2 separate regions of the Xenopus tropicalis genome follow, and region 1 is linked to region 2. Evidence: chromatin contacts called from public Hi-C data. All regions are on one chromosome and are shown on one strand. The core of a region is the stretch at or near the end of the contact, and the rest is flanking DNA. Distances in the headings are between cores, read along the strand shown. Region 1 overlaps ube3c (ubiquitin protein ligase E3C). Region 2 has its middle 19 kb from the start of nom1.

Evidence for each region. Hi-C and Micro-C count contacts between places; a contact is called where the count stands out from the background.
Region 1: a contact with region 2 is called in a Hi-C map of neurula embryo, with 2.1 times the contacts expected there. The contact joins two enhancer-like sites. A contact is called at or near these places in 2 of 5 Hi-C or Micro-C datasets (neurula embryo and tailbud embryo).

The regions. Positions count from the first base shown.
Region 1 is chr6:17,620,743-17,623,819 of UCB_Xtro_10.0, forward strand. All of the region lies in intron 19 of ube3c (ubiquitin protein ligase E3C), which reads left to right. Among named protein-coding and RNA genes, the nearest start is that of ube3c, 54 kb to the left of the region's middle. Within about 2 kb of position 1,724, at least 1 of the 11 cell types and tissues checked has an H3K27ac peak or open chromatin away from gene starts, as enhancers often do. A contact at or near this core is called in neurula embryo, where this site is marked.
Region 2 is chr6:17,422,029-17,424,824 of UCB_Xtro_10.0, forward strand. No RefSeq gene overlaps it. Among named protein-coding and RNA genes, the nearest start is that of nom1, 19 kb to the left of the region's middle. Within about 2 kb of position 1,258, at least 1 of the 11 cell types and tissues checked has an H3K27ac peak or open chromatin away from gene starts, as enhancers often do. A contact at or near this core is called in neurula embryo, where this site is marked.

The DNA of each region.
Region 1 (3,077 bases), core at 474-2,973, 200 kb after region 2:
TCCAGTTAGCATTGAATGACTGCAGCAGGAGTTGGATCTCATGTTCAAGGCTTACAGCAAAGTTTTGCATACAACCGTTTGGCAGTTGTCTGTTGTGCTCAATCACAATAAGCAGGGTTAAAGCCATACTCTGAAAAAGTAATAGCATTTTTATATCATAAAATTAAATGACCAGTATATTCCTATGGGGTATGGCCAAACAGAAGAAGACATTCAGGTACTTCAGTGCTGTTAGAGGGAGGATCAATAGGGAGATCGGTAATGATAATCTGGTACCATCCACACTAGAACTGGAAGAAAACAGAATAGCACAATCATAATAGGGGGGGTGAAAAAAGATTCTCTGCCCAATGATACAAAATATTCACTCTGGCCACAAAAACAGAAATACTGCAAGCTCCATTTAGGCGTACTGGGACCACATCATGAGGTGATGGTGGAGGACGGCAAGTTCATCCATAAACTTTATTTAGTCCATTTAAAAAGCCATTCTCACTGCCCTCCTGCACTTTTTTTTTAAATGGACTAAATAAAGTTTATATGGATTAATTTGTCACCCTCTTCCATCACCCCATGATGTGGTCCCAGTACGTCTAACAAGAAGACGGGATAACATGGTGATCAGGGTTAAGTAGTAATATGAACTTTATCAATTCTTTGTTGAAATGAGCAATGATTCGGAAATGTTGGAGCTGGCCAACTAGAGGGACATGCAGAGGGGGGATTACCCTAAAGCAATTAAAATCTAGGCTAAATGCCTGTTTTTTGTCCTTAGCCAGTTAGGGTGAACTCTTGTTTGTTCTGATTATCCAGCAGTGGTTTGCCCATATCTGTATCCTTATCCTATGTGTAAGCTAAGCTGACCCTTGACCAAAAGTTGGACCTCCAAGGGAGGCTTTAACTGAAAAAGTCTCACAACCTCTGTTCTAGAGGGAAGGCAACACAAGCCCTTCAAGAAGTAAAGGCAGCCAATCACAACCAGCCTGCCCATAGTTATGCCATAGAGGACTTCTGCAAACCATAACTACAGAATTTGATATGGTTATTTGAGAATAACAAGATGGTCTTCCAAAAACTTTCCTAATATCTGATCACAGGTTATTTTCTCTTTGGTTGATGTTCTCTCTGCTCTCTTACCCTATTAAGTTAATGGTGGCCACACCAGTCAGCCAGATGCTAATGTATTGTGGCCCAGTTGTACTAGTATAGAGTTGACTTGACTGAGGCTCTTGGAATGTGAGTCCATGAAAGTCATCTGACTCCCTGGTTTATGTTCTCGATGATCAACTTTATTGCAATGGCACCATATATTGGCCAAACTAATCATTGTAAGGGGCGAGACACACACAGATTATATGGTTTGGGAATCAGTGCTGTGTGTGTGGCCACTTTAATTTGTCCCTCAATAATGAGATCACTTTGGAACAGGCCAATGTGTTGCCACCTTTAGAGACAATCTGGATTGTGACAGGTGTGAAACACAAACAGTGAAATAGTGAATTACCTGGTCGTTTCATGTGATAAGCAGTTGTTGTTCCAGAAAGAATAATGCTTGGAAAGGTGCGCAGAATATACAGGCAGTCAGTGGGCCTTGTATGGTCATTATTTACCCACTATTTAGCTTTACAGCCCTCGGCCTCCATTGGTTTAAGACTTCCTAACAGGTGTTTGGCTTTATTAACTTACGGTTTTCTATGGGAAGCTTCCAGTGTGCAAACACAGCAGGGTCATTGGGAGTTTGGAGACCTTGGTCTTTGAATGGGGCTCAAATTGCAGCATTGCTGTTAAGTAGAGTCATTAAAGTCTTCAAATTGCTTTCCTCCGAGATCCTTCACGAGCCCACCTTGGATTGAATGTGTAAAGTAAACCACAATGGAGAAGCGTGAAAGCACTTTATCTGTCACTAACAAGATAATCTGATCAGATAGAGCTTGTCCACAAACAAGGGCCTACATGGGCTTCATTACTTGGCTGCTGCCTGCCGCCCTATACAATGCCCGGATAAGCTTGGCTTATAAGGCTTGTGTTCTTGGGGCTTAGAGGCTTATTATATTTACTAGCATTGACTGGTATAAGCTTTTCTATCCCACCATAGGGACCAGCTATTATCTTTTATCTGCAGTAGAACCAGGAATATTGAACCCATAGGGACCAGGCACTGGTTTGAATGAGAGACTGATATAGTAACATAGTAAGTTAGGTTGAAAAAAGACGTACGTCCATCACGTTCAACCATAATGCCTATATATAACCTGCCTAACTGCTAGTTGATCCAGAGGAAGGCAAAAAAAAACCCCATCTGAAGCCTCTAATTTGCCGCAGAGGGAAAAAAAATTCCTTCCTGACTCCAAGATGGCAATCGGACCAGTCCCTGGATCAACTTGTACTAAGAGCTATCTCCCATAACCCTGTATTCCCTCACTTGTACTGAGAGCTATCTCCCATAACCCTGTATTCCCTCACTTGTACTGAGAGCTATCTCCCATAACCCTGTATTCCCTCACTTGTACTGAGAGCTATCTCCCCTACCCCTGTATTCCCTCACTTGTACTGAGAGCTATCCCCCATACCCCTGTATTCCCTCACTTGTACTGAGAGCTATCTCCCCTACCCCAGTATTCCCTCACTTGTACTGAGAGCTATCTCCCCTACCCCAGTATTCCCTCACTTGTACTGAGAGCTATCTCCCCTACCCCTGTATTCCCTCACTTGTACTGAGAGCTATCTCCCCTACCCCTGTATTCCCTCACTTGTACTGAGAGCTATCTCCCATACCCCTGTATTCCCTCACTTGTACTGAGAGCTATCTCCCATACCCCTGTATTCCCTCACTTGTACCGAGAGCTATCTCCCCTACCCCTGTATTCCCTCACTTGTACTGAGAGCTATCTCCCCTACCCCTGTATTCCCTCACTTGTACTGAGAGCTATCTCCCCTACCCCTGTATTCCCTCACTTGTACCGAGAGCTATCTCCCCTACCCCTGTATTCCCTCACTTGTACTGAGAGCTATCCCCCCTACCCCTGTATTACCTCACTTGTACTGAGAGCTATCTCCCATACCCCTGTATTCCCTCA
Region 2 (2,796 bases), core at 8-2,507:
TGTGTTTGAAGTTTTAGAATCGTGTAGGAGAAGTGACACCTTTAGTGTGTTTTCCTGGACTTTTTATTCACCTTTTAATACACAGGTCTATGTGTTACATTTCTATTCTAATATATCTAAACATACAGGAACATGGACTGGTTCTTTCATTCAGTGACCTAAGCAGCTCCCTCCTTTCTGGTTGGTTCCTCTCCTCAACATGGTCCTATGAGTATCTGATAATGTCTTCCTTTTGCTGGGTACTAATTCCAAGATCCTCCCTGGTTCTTCTCTCCTCCCACTATTCCCCTGAATGTCCCAGCATTCCCTGGGCTATAGGCTACCCCTTCACAAGTAGGCTTACTCCCCTGTCAGTACCAGTTCCTGATGAATTTAGTGGTAGGAAGAGGGTTCACGGGGGTGTCTGGAGTGCTGGGGAGGCAACTGGGGGGCCATGCAAGGGACAAGGTTGCATTATTGTACCAAGGAAAAGAGTTCTCTCAATGACTTATCTCACAAAAAGGATAAATATTCCGTTTCTTATCTTCCCCCTACCTGCAACTGTTTTCACTCCCCTGTGTGAAAAAAATCACAGCTGTGACTTGCAGTTATGCTGCATTCTAAAAGTATCTACTCACAAGAGCAGGCCACCTGAGAAGATGCTACACAAGATGTCCTCAATGCTCCTATGGCCAGTATGCCGTCCTGCCCCCTGTACACAACCCTGCCGCCATCTTTGGAGGCCATGTACAGCAAAGGCCTTCCCTTGTCGTTTAAAGCTAAAAACTTGGGCAGAATGGTGGTTAAACAGAACCCAAATACTATACAGTATGCGAGTGATGGAAATATTGGCCTCTGGAGCTGTGATCCCAGGATATGACCAACATTGTCCTCTGGGGCAGATGTTCTACCTGTATAGCAGCAGCCATATTTCTGTACTTGTTATCTACATAACTGACCCCCAACCCAACAATGGACCATACGTTAATTCGTTAACCGTTAATCTCTTTGGAGGAAGGAATTCAAGCAATTAGCCCTGATAAAAAAAACATCTTATGGTCCACACGAGGGATGAACAGGGTTTAACACCTTCCCACCTAACATTGAAGGCATCAGTTTAAGGTTCTGTTTGTCATGGAAAGCCAAATAGGACATCTCCAGTTGTGTTTGTAGAACTTCACATAATTGGTTGACCTTCCCACCGACCCCTGGGTGTAAGGTTTCGCCTGAGCGGCTCGGCTGACCTTGCAATACATCAGAAAGGGCCCAGGTGAATGCTTTGCTGGGATTTGGGGCCTATTGACTGTGTGTCTAATGGGACATAAAAGTAGGTTGCTCTTGTGTGTACTTAGACTGATAACAGGTGATAACATCTCAGGGGGCTTTTTGTTCTGACACAGCTGGACAAACAGCAGTTGGCTAAATTACACCACAATCAATAATTGATACTCTTTAATCCCACCCCCCCACTCAAACAATCAGTCTTGCTAATTATGTTCTAGGAGCTTGTTTTACTGCTTGAAGGTCTGCGCGCCACCTGTATGGTCCCCTCAGCAAAAGGGCAACAATATCTGAGCTGCGGGGGGGCTCATTAAGGAACGTCCTGGGCCGGGAATGAGTAGTATGATGAAGGCTGCACTCCAAATAATGCTGGAAATGCATATTGTTAATGACCAGGCATAGTACCACAATCATAAGGGTAAAGGTCCCCATACACGTGCCGATTCTAGCTGCGGATATGGGCCCCTTAGACCGATTCAGCAGCTTATCGGCCCGTGTATGGGCACTACCGACGGGCCTGAAATTGAAAATATTTGCGGCTCTAACCATAAACCTACCGACGGGCCTGCCCAACCGATATCTGGCCTGAAATCGGGCAGATATTGATCGGGCAGGTTAAAAAATCTAGTCGGATCGGGGACCGCATCGGCTCGTTGATGCGGTCCCCAAACCGACTTTGCCTAATCCCGTCTTTAAAATTCGACCGAATTAGCCTGGATTCTCCTGATATCGCCCACCCATAGGTGGGGGATATTGGGAGAAGATCCGCTCGCTTGGCGACATCGCCAAGCGAGCGGATCTGAAGGTGTATGGGCACATTAAGACACTTGTTCTCAGTTCCCAGCATTAGGGAAAATAAATATGAATGAATAGAATCAATGAAAATATTTACACAGTTAAAGCCGTGGTAACTATTAGTATATTGTAGCAACTTTGCAATTGGTGTTCATTTTTTATTTTGTATAGTTTGAAATGATTTGCCTTCCCCTTTTACATCTTTTCAGCGTTCAAATGGGGGTCACTGACCCTGGCAGCCAAAACCTATTGCTCTGTGATCTTACAATTATTATTATTGCTACTTTTTATTACTTATCTTTCTATTCGGTCCCTCTCCTATTTATATTTTAGTCTCTCATTTAAAGCACTGCCAAGTTGCTAAGGTAATCAAGACCCTAGCAACCAGATGAAATTCCAAACTGGAAAGCTGCTGAACAAAAAGCTAAATAACTGAAACACTACAAAAAATAAAAATCAGTTGCAAATTGTCTTACAATATCATTGTCTACAGCATACCCAAAGTTAATTTAAAGGTGAACTACCCCTTTATATAGTAGTTGAAGTTGTTTTTTGGACCTGTTATCCAGAATGCTTAGGGCCTGGAGTTTTCTGGAAAAGGAATCTTTCTAGAATTTAGCATGCCCTAAAAAATAATTTTAGCATGAAATAAACCCAATAGGGCTGTTCTGCCCCCAATAAGGGGTAATTATATCTTAGTTGGGATCAAGTACAGGTACTGTTTTATTATTACAGAGAAAA